Linked DNA regions of Columba livia: region 2 is linked to region 1. Evidence: chromatin contacts called from public Hi-C data. All regions are on one chromosome and are shown on one strand. Each heading gives the region's core, a stretch centred on a gene start, on an enhancer-like site or on the middle of the called end of the contact. The rest is flanking DNA. Distances are from core to core; before and after follow the strand shown. Region 1 has its middle 17 kb from the start of UBASH3B. Region 2 has its middle 74 kb from the start of SORL1.

Region 1 (7,316 bases), core at 1,828-4,327:
AAAATGAAAATCTATTACAAACTCAGCCTCGCTCTGTATATAAGCATTTTAGGGTTGATACCCCAAGCTAAACTTCCTTCTGAGCAGTAAAGTTCTGCTCATGCAAAACTCTGGCACAAAGAGTCTCTCCTGGTCTCGCCGCACTGTAATTCATATTGTCCATCTGAAATTCTCACAAGTTCAGACTCAAGAGCCCCTTTTCCCTTAGAGCTTTGGCTGAGCTTCTTTCAGGATATTATGGTGTTTCCACACAACTCCCAGATGTGTGAAAATTAGCAAACAAATACTTAGGGTTAAATATATATATATATATATTATTATTATTATTTGACAAATTGGTGTGTGCAAAGCGGTTCAAAACTCCGTCTGCATTAGCAGCAGTAATGGGATGTGATCGAGCTCTCCCTCGCTCGCTCTATTGTCTTGCAGCCTCTGGGAGCTGCATCTGGCAGAAAAGTTGATCAACTTGGGGTAGCTAATCAGGCTGCTGCAATTTCCGGCCCTTTCTTTCCCGGATTCCTCAGATCAAAGTTCAAGTCCCAGAATTATTATTCCCCGAATGCTTAATGAGCTCCAACCGAGGGACACCAAAGGCAAAGCTAAAACATTGACCGTGCACTTCATTGAGTTTGGCCAATGCGGCTAAAAACAAGAGAGCGGGATCCATAGCACGCAAAATCACAATATACAGATTTGTATTTTAATCCAATTAAGATTCCTATGCGCAAGCAGGGACGGCAAAGGGCTTTAGTGACTTTGTAAAGAGAAGTCTGCTTTGCTCATTGCTTTCCCCGTCTTAAAATTTTGCAAAGGTAAAATTGGCCTGGTCGTCAATAATTTCTAAAGAACTCTCTTTTGGGAGAATAGCAGAGCCCCACAAGCACAAAAGCTTCCTTGAAGACTCAAGTTGGGGATGTTGAAATGCAAAAGTCAGATTTCGCCAGGAGGCACGATTTCTGAAGGCAGATGATTGCACCTCAGATTAGGTTCTTGAAGATCTTTGCATGCAGAAACATTGCTTTGTTCTGCCAAACACTCCCCGAGTTTTCTATTCACAAACGTGACCCCTAGGAAAGCCAGCCAAGATTCTTTCGCGTTATCAGGTCACAATGTTCAGGGCCCAATTATTTTAATAGTTATAAAAAAAAAACTGACAATGGTTCAGCACGACAGTGAGAATTGTATTCAGGGACTTAACAAGTCGCTCACTCTAACATCTGGCATGTTCTTTCGAGAAGACTAAACACATGGAGAGTCTTGCTGCAAAAGTCAATGGAAAGGAATGATAATTGCTCATTAGAATGCCTCCTCCACAGGTTATTTTTAACTTCCCTGACTCTTTCTAATCATGGTGCATGCATCAGATGATACTGAAAAGGGTCAGTGCATAGGTTTCTGCTCTCCAAAAACACACTTGTAACAAAGCCTTTTCATGAAGCTGAAGATTCACATGCTTCACCGATGGCACCTGGTTTGGTTTTCAACGCCAAGCAGGGGCCCTAAAAAAATCCTCCCGCAGCACCACGTTTTTAGCCAGCGATCCAGATTTCAAAGGCGAAGACTGACTATAAAAATCAAGAGCTTTATTTTAATCTATGATGAAGACGATTGTTTTCCCTCTCTCTCAGCTTTAAGAATGCTACGCATGGGAAGAATCGGAGATACGCAAATGCATTAGAAGACATGAGACATAGAGAATAAGGACTGAGTCCTAATATCAGGAGCCTGGAGGCAATAAAGAAGGCACTACATGTTAAATTAAGCAAGACTTATTCATCTACTTTTGAAGGAAGAAAAATTCTGGCTGCATTTCCATAGTGTATTCTACCTCATGTTTTCCAGACTGGGGGTACAGGTTCTTTGCATTCTTAAAATAAATGTTACTAGGTCATACCTGTGAGTATGCAGAGGAGAGACAGCAAACTGGTCGTGATGGACTGTATTCCCCTAAGGACACCTTCACATCCCTACCGGTGTCTCCTCTGCCTTTCAGCAAACACATCCCAGCTCAATCCTGTCTAAATGAGTTCAGATCCTTTCGCTGAACCCATCACCATAGCATCTGAGCCTTTGTAAGTGACACAAAAACTATTTGCATGGGTCACCCCACTTCCTCTCAACCTAGTTACATAAAACTTTTTCTCTTTTTTAATGGGGGTTCAGCAGAGCATTAGGAAAAAGTGGAGATTCTTTGTGGTGCAACATCAAAGACTGCACACAAGGAATCTTGTTCTGAAGCCTCACACCAGGAAAAGCCAAATGAATGGAAAGCTCACATCAGACAGTTAGAAGCCAGCAAAGGCAATGGACCTAGAGGCACAAGGAAAGCTTAAATCCAATAGTTTACAGCCGAGACTCAGGAGGCTCCGTCCTTATTTAAGGCTTTTAAACCAGCAAAAGGCCGTTTGAAGAGGAACTGAAGGACACGCTCATAATGGGCTGTAATTTGTTTGTTTATCTGTCTGTTTTTAATGAAGGAACCACAGAGCCTACTGGAGAATATTTGAGTTTCACTTCTGTCACTGGCCCAGCCATTCTCTAAAAGCACTGAGACCACATCAAATAGCTGCCAGAGCTCCCTAGGAACGGGCCTTAAAACATGTTTCAGAGCACGGAGCCCTGGGGGAAGCTCCTGGAATGCAAATCTTCTTTCAGCAACCAGACACGACCCCGACAGTAGCCGCACGAGCATCCCTCCTGCACCAACCTGCCCCCGGACCACCCTGGAAGGATCAATTGCAAGCGGAGGAATTGAGATCAGGCGTACGGGGGGGGCTTTTGAGCCTTGATAACTGGAGCGAAGCTGCCAACAAACAGGCCACCTGCACAGCGGGGATGTTGGACACCAGCTGGCCCGCGCCTGCCAAACCGCTTCACCTCCACCAAACAGCTGCAAGGAAACGCTCGGGCCAAAAACAAGGCAAGGATTTAGAGGGGAAAGCCTGACGCTCGCAGGAGCGATTCGGGTCTGAGCCATCTAGTGTCGGTTCCCAGCCCGCTGCCTCCGCCAAGGCCTGAAATCCCAGCCGCTCTCGCTTTGCTGTTTTCTCATTTTTGCGGTTTTCCTTTGGCGCTTGTGACAAATCCCTGCTCCTCCCAGGGCCGTGCCCTTCACTAGCACCGGGTTTTGCTGAACACAGAACGAAACCAGGGTGGCGAACTACCCAGAAGTGCCCAAGACGAATGAACCCTCCCTTCTAGGTCAAGGCCATGCTGGCTCTTATAGCCACATCCACGATACAACACTGACCTCCTGTGGCTGCTGCTGCTCCTCAGCCCCGACCCAGAGCAGCGAGCTCCTCCCTTCTTCCTTATTATTTAGACTATGCTCCCTTCTTCCTTATTATTTAGACTATCTGGGCAAAATGAGCTGAAAACTCCCTCCCTGCACATCCCTTTACTTCTCTTCCATGTGTCTATCAGCACAGAGAGGATGAAGGAAAGCTTGCCTGGCATCAGTCCCAAAGGAAAACCCACCTTCAGGACATAAAACTAGTCCCTGACACAGGGACAGAGCCATGGATTTCTATAAAATCAGACTTGCGCTGTACTTGCACTTCACCCTTGTGAAGGCATCTATAAACAGATTAATTCCACCCCTATTTCAGTGGCACCACTGAAGTGATTTCTGTTTTTCCTCATAAATTGAAACAGAAATGGCATCTTTGCCTGTATGAGAAGGGTGTCTTGGGGATGCTGGGATGTACAGTCATGCCCGTAGATACCGCAATTCTGAGCAACGCAGTGGGAAGGCAGCTTGTTCAGGTTTTTATGGTTGTCAGAGCTACCAGGTTTTGAAACAACTTCCATAGTGTGTTTTCCTTTCCTGCAAGCTTATGCTCTTTTACCACAGGCTCTCCAAGATCAAGACTTTTATACCGAACAGCAGCAATACGCTACTCAAAGACAAACAGCTGCCTCCTAAATGCAATTGGAAATCAGCAGGGACCACTGCATCTCACAGAGTGAAATTGTACCTGTTGGGTTGCTCTAGGTGACCCCAAAACCCGTCAAGGTCCTGCAGATGTGGTTTGGAAGGGGTACAGGGGGTACACTCAGTTTGCCACAGTGAAAGGACACTTTCTGTCATGCTAGCAAGAAGTGAGAGGGACCCAAGAACCATTGCCCTTGCCAGAAGCTGTTAATCAGTTGGGTTTTGCCCCTGTACAGAGCAGCAGCTCCTGCTGAGCTGAGAATTATAAACCTACATTTCCACTCGCACTCGCCCCCAGCCTGCCCCTCATTTTGAACATTGGGTTGTAAATGATGCATAACCCTTCTGGGCCTTCTGCCTGGGCACAGAAACTTTCCCACACCGAGGGAATTAAAAACTAGGTTAAACATACTTGTCACTCCAGTAAGTTCCTTAAAGCAGATGCAAAAGACTTTTTCTCATCACTTCTCATTAGAGTTTTGTGACAAGATTCCCTGCAAAGGCTGGAGGTGTCAGAACACAGCTGAAACACAACAGAAGGGCTTGGGGTGGCCCATCCAGTCACCTCCATGTGTTTAACAGGCTTGTTCACCAACATCTATCAGCCCTTCCAGAATTTAGCAGGGTAAAGTCATAAAAGTCACGTAAGAGATTAAACTGACAGTCTACCTGAATGCACACTGAATGCTTGATCCTTAATTGAGCATATAGGTGCTCTATCACCCCTAAGGAAAGCCGGATGGCAATACTGATGTCAGATATACATCCCAAAGTACAAAAGATCAGGTTACCACATGGGGCATCTTCTCAGCCAACTCCCACATCATTTAAAGACAAGGTAGAAGCATCCAGAAGATTATTTTTTAAAGCCCTCTTCTCAACACATGGTATATGTGTCATTGATACACAATTAACTGCATGTGTGCAATGACTGAGACATTGGCAGAAGAAATGTACGTCTAAAGGAAAAGAAAAGCAAAGAGACATGCCGTGACATGTTATCATTAGGGAGTCATAATTTCCTTCCTGTAGTCATACAACAGCTGTCACTAACATCTTGAACACAGACCATGTATTAGAATACCACAGCAAATGCCTTTTCAGGCAAAATAAAGAGAGGGCATGTTAACTGGGTGAATAGCAGGAAGAATATTTTGACAGCTTGAATGCATTAACCTCCCCGTCGAACGCCCACAACCTTCTCTAGAGCTTGGCTTGATGGATCCCTTCCCCATGCCGGGCGCAGAGCGAGGGGCTCCAGCAGCGATATCACAGCACACCAGGGGGCTCGGATGTTCTGTTGGGCAGGGGACGTCCCCAAAGTCACCTGTGGGGTGCAGGTCTCCATCTCTTCTGAAGCTTGGCTTGGCTCAGTGGAGATCTGCAATAGCGCAGCTGTCCTGGCTTGTAGGCGGGGGGAATGATAGCGCAGGCTGACCTTCCGCGTGAGAATATATGACTATATTATGACTATACGACTGTTAACTGTGGGGGACTACGGTCGGTCCGTGGATTCCCTGATGGAGGGTATGGGAACAGATTGGCCTTGAAGATATTAAGGCCCACCCATGAGAAAGATAGGAGTAAAGGAGTATCCGGAGATATTAAGGTGTATCTGTGAGAAAGAAGGGAGTAAAAATGTCATTTGTCCGTCTCAACCGCGACGTTAACCAACACAGAGGTCCCACCGTAGAAGCCGTTTCAAAACAGAAGCAATTCAAGCTAAGTAAATAGATTTCTTAGGGTTTCTGCCTCAATTCTGTAACTTCTGAGAAAGTTTTCACCAGGAATCCACATTCTCTTAGCGATAATAGGTCAGCCAATGCATTTAAAAAGCACATTTTCCTCATGTAGACAAGGTCCTTAAGGGCCATGTTCTTGCACCCTGAATGTTTGTCGTAAGTAGTTTATTTAAGGCATACTGATCACTAAAGCTTTTGGTGCAGCTTTTCCAGGAGCAGTAGTCCTCATCACAAAGAAGGCTGCAATAACTCATCAAAATATAATTAATCAGCACCCAGAGCAATTTTTGCAAAGACAAAACCTGGTTGAAACAAACCAAAATAAGGGGGTGCGGGGGGAGAACCCAAACAAACAAACACAACAAGGCTGTTTGCACTTGCCAACTCCTCTTGATTAAACTTATTTTCACCTCCAGGTGCATACACAGGATGAGTTTTCTTAATTAAACCTGCCAGTCAACTCATTATGCCTTCAATTAAAAAAGCCCAACACCTTGATTTTCTGCAGCTGGCAGGCTGCACAGTGACAGGCCGCGTTGTTCTAGTGCACAAGTTCTAATGGGGAAGGAAAAGAGATGCTCCAAAATATGGCTGAGATAATCTGCTAATTGGCCATCCTCTCAGTGTTTTGCATTTCTCTTCTTTTATTTTTAGGCTATAACGGATGGGGTTGTTTAACAGACATACAGAGGAGTGAAAGTTGTGGAAAAGCGTGTTCATCTCATTTGGAAAACTATCTAGATGTTGGGAATATTCACGATAGACTCCAGCAAGGTTAAGAGTGGCACCTAGATGCCACGGTGATGAATGATGTGTGAATAGATTATACAGAGGCCCTGAAGCTTCTAGAAAACGGTGGGGTTTTAATTTAGATGAAAGACAGCCTTTATTCTTAAGGCATCACACTGAGAGTCTGGATGCAGGTTACAAACTCCTTGCGTGACCTTGAATAAATCCCAGAGGACCACGATTTAAAGGAATCTACAGCTGGATCTTTCAAGGGACAACTCATAGCCACCTCTGTGTCCCTCATCCCTCCACCGGCAACTAAATGCAATTGCTTCTGCTGTGCCTGCCGCTCTCTGACTTATTTGGATTCAACTTCCTAAGGACAGACAGCATCTCTTGTTATACCCTGCAAGAAAACCCGTTACAATGCATCTCCAATCTCAGACACCAGCCAGAATTAAAAGCTTTTTGTGACAAAAGAATTTGTTGTTACATGGAGCAGTTTTACAGTTGCCTCATACTGATATTTCTAAGTTTGCTGGCCACAAATATGAGAAATAAGTGACCTACAACAGAGGTGACCCATGTGTTGTGCTCTGAGGCAGAGAATTAGTTTCCTTTCTGCTGTTTCTGGTGTTTCCTTCAAGTCTGCAGGCTTTCAATATAGCTGCTTGTACAGACAAGAGGTATAACACTCCAGTGCTATGTTAATGGCATAATAATAATCTGGGAACTTTATTTAATGCATATACTGCCAGTAGAAAGACCTTAGGACACTGGCAACAGCATTGGTTCCTTACGTCTTCCTTTTCTTTTTGTGCAGTGCTGTATAATTGCAACTCTTTCTGTGTTCACTGCAGCTCTCCAGTTCGTTACTGAATGTTTTGTGACGGACAAGGAATAAACCAGAT
Region 2 (7,316 bases), core at 1,329-3,828, 240 kb before region 1:
CCTGTTCAGATCCACCAGACTTCCCTTCCGAGGCCTCGGCCGCTTCATTTAGAAGAAATCCTAAATATTTGTTTTAATTGCGAAATGGATTCTCATGAACCAGCACGTCTGTGTGCTATCGGGCTTTGGATTGCAACGACCCTGGCATGTGGGCTCGTAAGGCAGATGGTCAGGGAAAAGCACCTTGGCACGGTCCTCACTGGCATCTTGGAGACAAAGGGCTGCAACCATCGCGGCGCGGAGTATTTTATCTTTCACTGCAGATTTTGAAATGCTGGATCCGGCAGGGTGCTAAGCTTCTGTCACTGTCTGTCAGCCCTTCGCTCCCAATGTCTTTCTCCCCATAGTCTGGCTGGTGGGGCGGCAAAGTCTCTTGGCAACAGCCGGAGCCGCGGTTCTGTTCTCAGAGCCACCTGCGTGGCCGTAAGTGAAGCATCATCTCATTCTGCATCCCGGTCCTTCCCTTTCTGTCTTTCCTAGAGGTTTTGAATGGCTCCATCACAGATTGACAGGGATTGGAAGGGACCTCAAAACATCATCCAGTCCAATCCTCAACCCAGAGAGTGCCCAAGGCCACCCTTAAAAAGGATAAGACTTTCACAAGCGCTCAGCCATGATCCCAGCACCAGTATTTTTAACATTTCACATCCTGATCTGCCGAGGAATATTTTGAGCTTTTTGTGGGGGACAGTGACGCTGTTCGTCAGCCGGGCAGCTCTGGGAATGCGTACCCAGTAATCACAGATGTTTTCCTCTCCCTTAAACTTGCTTGTGCCGTTTCGCATGTGAAGCAGTGGCCTCACATGGAGACCGGAGGACCCAGAGGATGGTTTTGCATGCAAACTGGCTTAGAAACACTGATGAAGATTGACTGTGTGTGCAGCACAGGCTGGAAAGCCCATGCGTACTTTCGCAGATGAAGATTTAGTCTCGGTTTAAGTCTTTGAGGGATGAGGCCCACACAGTTATGTTGAGAAGAAAGTAGATTCCTATGGGTGCAAATGATAATCCTCCCTGTCTTTCCTAATAGCTCGTCAGATGATCCTCGATCTAAAATGACATGAGAAACCTTTTCGTGCCTCCTTATGTCCAGCATGGCAAATTTAGCCCATTTTAGAAGATCCAGCACAGGCAATGTCACAAACACACACTATTAAAACGCTGGAATCGGAAATATTAATTTAGCTCGGCACATTAAGTCCACAGATCTTTCTACCAATTATTTTAGATAATTGTAACTATCACCACAAACAGTTTGAGATGCACAGGATCTGCAATTATCTGTATTTCCCCCCCACTGTAAATGAAAGGGATGAGAAGTAAAACCGTCAGGGAACAACTTAAAGCTTCTATTTGCTGGGTGGAAAATCCGAACAGTTTCTTTGACAGCTTAAAAAAATGGATTATCTAAAGAAAAAGGAGATGGATGGTGGCAAATATATTTGCAAACAGACTGAAAAAGGGGCCCTAGAAGGTGGAGAAAGCACTGATGGATAAAATCTGAAGAATTCAAAGGAAAGGCAATCAGTGGAATGCAAAAAACCTGTAGAAATAAGTGAAGAGCAGAGAAGAAGAACAGAACCCCCCCAAAACAGTGCTAGACTGAGCAGGCTTCTCAGCCTGTAATTTCAGCCTTATTCACACCACATTTGGGGGTTTTTCTGCTCAATAGGGACCCAGGGGTGGGATGCAGGGACTGTGGAGCATCCTGCTCTCGGTGACTGGTCACCATCCCACCCAGGGCAAGGGACACGGCCCCACGGTGTGGCACCCACGGATGAGAACCACCGAGCACACCCAGCAGGAAGAGCCACTAGAGGGCCCCTGGGCCAGCAGAATGGGATTAACCTGGTTTGGGGAGTTAAATGCCCTTCATTTTCCTTTGCAGACACAGACAAGTGACCTTTTCAGGAGCGTAAAGCCACAGGGTTCGGCCCCAGTCCCTCCAGCGGCTCAGCCGTCGGTTGTGACCCTGCCACGCTCTGGTCACGGCTGATAGAAATTCAGCAGCAAAAACACTCCTTACAGAGGCTCTCGTGCTGCTCTGGAGGTCTTCCAGCTAGCCCCACATCCAAACCGAGCCTATTTAACGTCTAATAAGTCAAGCACAGCCTGGAGAAGTCTGATTTTCAAGCCAGAGTAGCATCTTGCACCCATTTTGAAACGTCCATTTGGAAATTCAGCGTGAATAACACAAACATTAGGCAGATGCTGCCACTTACCCAAATGTCTCAGAGGGACAAATAGGAACCGAATCTGAAAGCAAATGAAGCAACCAGATTGTAGCTCTGAAGTGGACTATGTACTAAAATGAATGAAAAACCTGGCAGGAAGGAGCTAAGCGTTCACCACTTGATCTACCTAAACCGTAAATGCACGTGTATTTGTTAGCTCTAAATCTGAAGACATAAAAGCAGGTGAGCAGGGCAGGAGAAAACCCATTTTTGTGGACTAGTTTGTGCCTTCATGAGGACAAATTGCTCCAGAAAGCCAAAATCGGGCACATCTTAGGATGTGCTGGACCAGTGCGGGTCCGGAGGGAGTACCAGCAGCTGCTTTGGTTTGTGCAGAAGCAGCAGCAGGTGCATGGGGAAGGAATTGGGCACAAAGAATGTGTTTTCACCACCTACATCATGATTCTGCTCCAAGATGCTCCACGCAGGAGAAACACCAGCATCTCCCAAGGTACCACTGCAATGCTTAACCCTGCGGGGAGCGAACGAGCCCGAAACGGGACCGGCTGAACGCGCTGGTTTTGTGCGAGCGCTCTCAGCCACCCAGACGCTGAGCATTCACTCCGAGAGCACATTTAGTGCAGCTGGCATTGTGTCAGACGAGACTCGCTCCGTGCAGGAAATACTGAGCACTTGGACGCGCCGAGCGAGGGCTGGGAAAGCGTCCAAGATTATGCTTCACATCTGCTCCTGCGAAGCCAGTGCAAGCCCTGTTTTAGCGTGTGGTGTAAACAACAGCAGCACTAGTGAAACACAAGCACAAGCAAAGGTTTGGGGCCATCTTGAGACCAGCGCCTTTGGAAATGGGGAAAGCGCCTTGTTTGGCGACAGCTGGTGAGGAGAAAACTGCAGGTGAAGGTTTCTTGGGGGAATAAATGAAAAATAAGGTTGGATGGGGAAGGGTGCAACTTTAAAGTTGAAATGTAATGTTTTGGCCAGGAATTTAAAGCCGTGACATCAATTCCTTGATGAAATGCTGAAATTCTGACCAGCTTTGCCTATAGCATTCACCAGCATCTTTTATCTTGCGTATTCCTAATAATCATATTTTCTTTCAGCAATCAGAATTTATTCTTCAAAAAAAAGTCACTGAGGCACAATTCCAGCCACCTCCTGGCTTTCCTTTGCTTTCCCTCATCACCTCCATAGACCACAAGCCTATTAAATGCTTCCATTCCTATTTCTGGCACGAATAAATCTAAATTTTCAAGCCTAGCAAACCCAGCTAAACAACTGGCATAGAGATAAATGATTCTTCTAAGATAATGTACAATTCTCATTACCCAAGGTCCTTCTTTTCTCCAGTCCCCCCAAATACTGGTTTTAAAGTCCTGCAAAACCATGGCTTTGTGCCCCAAAAATAAAGGTACCAGTTTAATATAACGGAGAGTTCCCTGCAGTGTGGTGATGGGTTCTTAGTCCTTGCTATAGAAAATGATTCATGATATGGCAGTTCTCACCCAAACCGGGAGCAAATTCGGAGTTTGAACAATGAAAATCTTGAAAAAGATTCTTGAAAATCTTTGAAATGAGACTTAGCACCCTCTAATAGCGCAATAAATGGCATTCGGCTCAAACTCCCCAACACTGCGAGGCAACAGGAGAACAAAAGGATTTGAAGCATGGATTAGATCATTCCAAATGGTCTCAACATTGGTGGTGCAGGGGTTTTCTTTCTTTTCCTTTTTCCCCAGTCTCGTGGCAAAGGCTGGATTTGAACCTTTCAGGACAATGTTTTGACACAAATATTGAAGCTATTTAAAATAAGTAATAACCTTCTGTTCCCTTCAAGAGTATTATATTAAAAACAGAGAATGGGATTAAAACAGATTAGCTCCCGACATTTCTTAATGTGGCAAACAGCATCAATCAGATCATATCAATGAAAGCTGACAGCTCAGGGAAATCCAGAGGAACAGATTCTCTTAGAAAAAATGAGATATTTGATCAATTTTTTTTTTTAAAAAAAGCTGTTAGAAACTGCGTTGACTTCATAAAAATGTAATGACAGCTCAGCCTTTGCTTAGCATAACATCCTGGTTGTGTGTGAGAACATTAAATTAACGCAACCTGGTGACGCCACGTGCAATATAAAGCTAAATACTACTGTCCATTTACTGTCCAAATACTATCGCCCATTGACTTTCTACCTGCTGAAATAAGGGAAACGCCTTGCTTGCAATCCAATCTTGCAGTTTAATGCCTGGAGACAAACTGGTGCAGAAACTCCCCTACCCATGAGCTATGAACTGAACATCAGGTCCCAAAAGGCAACAAGACCACAACGAAAGCCCAAGTTTAAGCTGCAGAAATTCCTATTTTACCTCTCTCTCCAACTACCCGCAGCCAAAATGCTGCTTTTCTCAGCTATCCTGTGAATATAGTAGAGCCCGGTGCTTAAAATGGCATTATCAGCGCGCTCCGCGGGAACCAGAGATCCAAATCCCTTTGCATTCACTTGGCATAATCTTTGGGAAATCTCTTTCCAACTGTTTTTAAATAAATCCTGTTAAATTCTGCAGTGAATTGTCCTTATCTCTCCACACCTGTGTGCCAGCCCTGTCTTCTTCTACCTGTTTTTCCCCATGCCTGGACAAAAGAGGGTGGATCTGTGCATATCAGTGTGTATGTATGGCTGAGATGAACCAAAGAGACAATTAGCTTCAGCTGAAAATAAACATCATGAAACTATAGACGCCTAATTTTTGCACCTGGAAGATCCTCTTACAGCTATTCACTACTAATCACTCTTAGCTAATAAATGAATAGAATAACTAATGTGATTAGAGCAATTTGCCTATTCATCGGGAATATTAAATGAATTGAATATTTAGTGTTTGACTCGTCTCTCGGCGTTTCGTTGATACTGTAATTAGCCGTGCGCCTATTCCTGTGGCAAAAACACCCCATGGCCTTCAGAACGTAAGGATGCTTTGGTTCTTTCTGCATTGCTGGACAGACAAACACTGTCTTCTATAGACATCCAGGTGAACTCCTAGACAGGTAATAGTCCTGTTAATACATGCCAAGGCAGTGGCTGTTATACTTTAATTTTGCAGAGAAATCAGGCAGAAGTTGAACTATGGAAATTATAATACAAAAGAACTAGTGGGTAGCTATTCAAATAAGGATTTCAGGTATAACCATAATGTAAAAAAGATAATTTGAATCTGGGATACAGCTTTCCAAATCCATACAAGATTCTTTGAGAGGAGACAGGAAAGATTTGGACAAATAATGCCGATCCTCATCCATGTCTAGAAAATAATTAGGATATATAGAACAATACAGAAAAGATGCATTAATAAAATTGCCAAAGATGATCTGTCACTTCCTCCTGGTAAGGAGCCAAGGCATTTTATCAAATGCATTTGCACTTAACCAGAATGATATAATAATCTTCCTTAGTCATATCTTTTCATGCCTTCCTGCTGCTCCGCAAAGCAGACATCAGGGTTTTCAGGAGACATCCTCAAAATGCGGCATTAAAATTAAAAAGGGAAGAGGCTGCAGCTAAAAGCTGCACAAACAGAATCACCTTCAGCAAAACCTTGAGCATGAAATACACGGCACAGTGCATGTCCGTAGCAGGAAAGGAAATTAAGAGGAGAAAACAATGAATTATTGAAGGCTTCAGGGTGCTCTCATCTGGATAGATTTAAAATCAAGATGTCACTACAACATTTTTTGGCGTCTCTTGTTGTCTTTGATTGGAGTGATGTAGATATGAGACAGAGCTTTACTCTTTGAGAAGGCACAAGGGCATAACTAGGGTTTCATTTGGGTTTCTCCCCTTTTAACACCGACCTCACACAGTTCCAAGTCTCTTCTTTTTGTTCATTTATGTCTCTTTGTTTCTGTTTTAGGATTTATTTCTTTTTCTTTCTTTTCCCAGACAGCTGCAGAGAAAAGCACAGACCTAGAGAACTCCAAATGTTAGTACCGCTGGTGTTCCGCTACAGCATCCTCACTAATTATGTCTCGCTAAATCTATATCTTAGCTCCCAGATGTCTCTGTGCTGAAGCAATACCTGGATTCTTGTTTCAGAATGGGGTTATTATATACCACAAAGCTACCTGCAGAACATACTTCAAGGTAGATATAAGGCAAAGTCTCTTCTAAATTCTCTTTCATCTGACATTACGTAATGTGGTAATTTCCCCTTCTCAGGTACTCACAGCTCCTCCCCATTACTTTGCTTTCTACTTAGACCTGGAGTTTTTACTCTGAACCTCAAAACAACTTCCCACGTTTATTTAGGTACTTTTACCTCACCCCCCATCCTGATTTCTTCTTTCAGATTGCTTTCAGACTGCAAAATGTAAAACATTATGATTTCTAGGTCGTTGTGGGGAAAATGCTATATGAATGAATATGTTATAATAATAATACATTACAGTGATAATGATGGATGTGTTTTAAACAAAGCCTCTGGCTGCCAGTGTGGAGGAGCTATGGAGAAATCAAAGATAATCTTGCATGAGGAGAATTGTAATGAGAAAGATCTGGAATATGTTATCTCTCTGAACTGCTCCTATCTGCTCGCCCAGGAACAGGATTGTCCCAGTTTGACTTGAAGAGTGTGTCAAGTCTAGAGCTAAATTTAGGCCCAGGTGCTGACAGAAAGGGAGCCACAAGAAGTTGTTCTGGGTTCGTCTTTATTACAGCAGGACCCTGGTGTGCGGAGCCCTGGACGTGCACACGCGGCCCGTTTCATCCTCAAAGCCCTCGCCGTCCACACAGATGAAAGGAAAGAGAAACACATTAAAAGATTCACCCCAGCCACCCATCAGGTCAATGGCGGAGCTGGGATGGGCTCCTGTAGAAACCTGCTCTGACAGTCGGGTTTAACTGCAGGTTGAGCTGTAGTTTAATACAGCTTGTTGTCTAGAGACAAAATGTGGACATTCGGTCAAATTCATTGCCCCTAGGATGTAACAGGTTAAATCGAAAGGTTCCTGTAACCAAATCTACTAGAAGGATGAGATTTTTATAGTAGGGGTTTCACAAATTATCCTAGTGTACATACATACTTTTCAGTTTTATCCCACCAAAATATTATCTCTAATATAAGCACAAAT

The links. A called contact is a pair of places that touch in the nucleus more often than the background predicts.
Region 2: a Hi-C map of liver shows a contact between it and region 1, with 4 times the contacts expected there. The contact joins two enhancer-like sites. A contact is called at or near these places in 2 of 2 Hi-C or Micro-C datasets (crop and liver).

The regions. Positions count from the first base shown.
Region 1 is chr24:5,006,697-5,014,012 of bColLiv1.pat.W.v2, reverse strand. No RefSeq gene overlaps it. Among named protein-coding and RNA genes, the nearest start is that of UBASH3B, 17 kb to the right of the region's middle. Within about 2 kb of position 3,077, at least 3 of the 3 cell types and tissues checked have an H3K27ac peak away from gene starts, as active enhancers do.
Region 2 is chr24:5,251,078-5,258,393 of bColLiv1.pat.W.v2, reverse strand. No RefSeq gene overlaps it. Among named protein-coding and RNA genes, the nearest start is that of SORL1, 74 kb to the left of the region's middle. Within about 2 kb of position 2,578, at least 2 of the 3 cell types and tissues checked have an H3K27ac peak away from gene starts, as active enhancers do.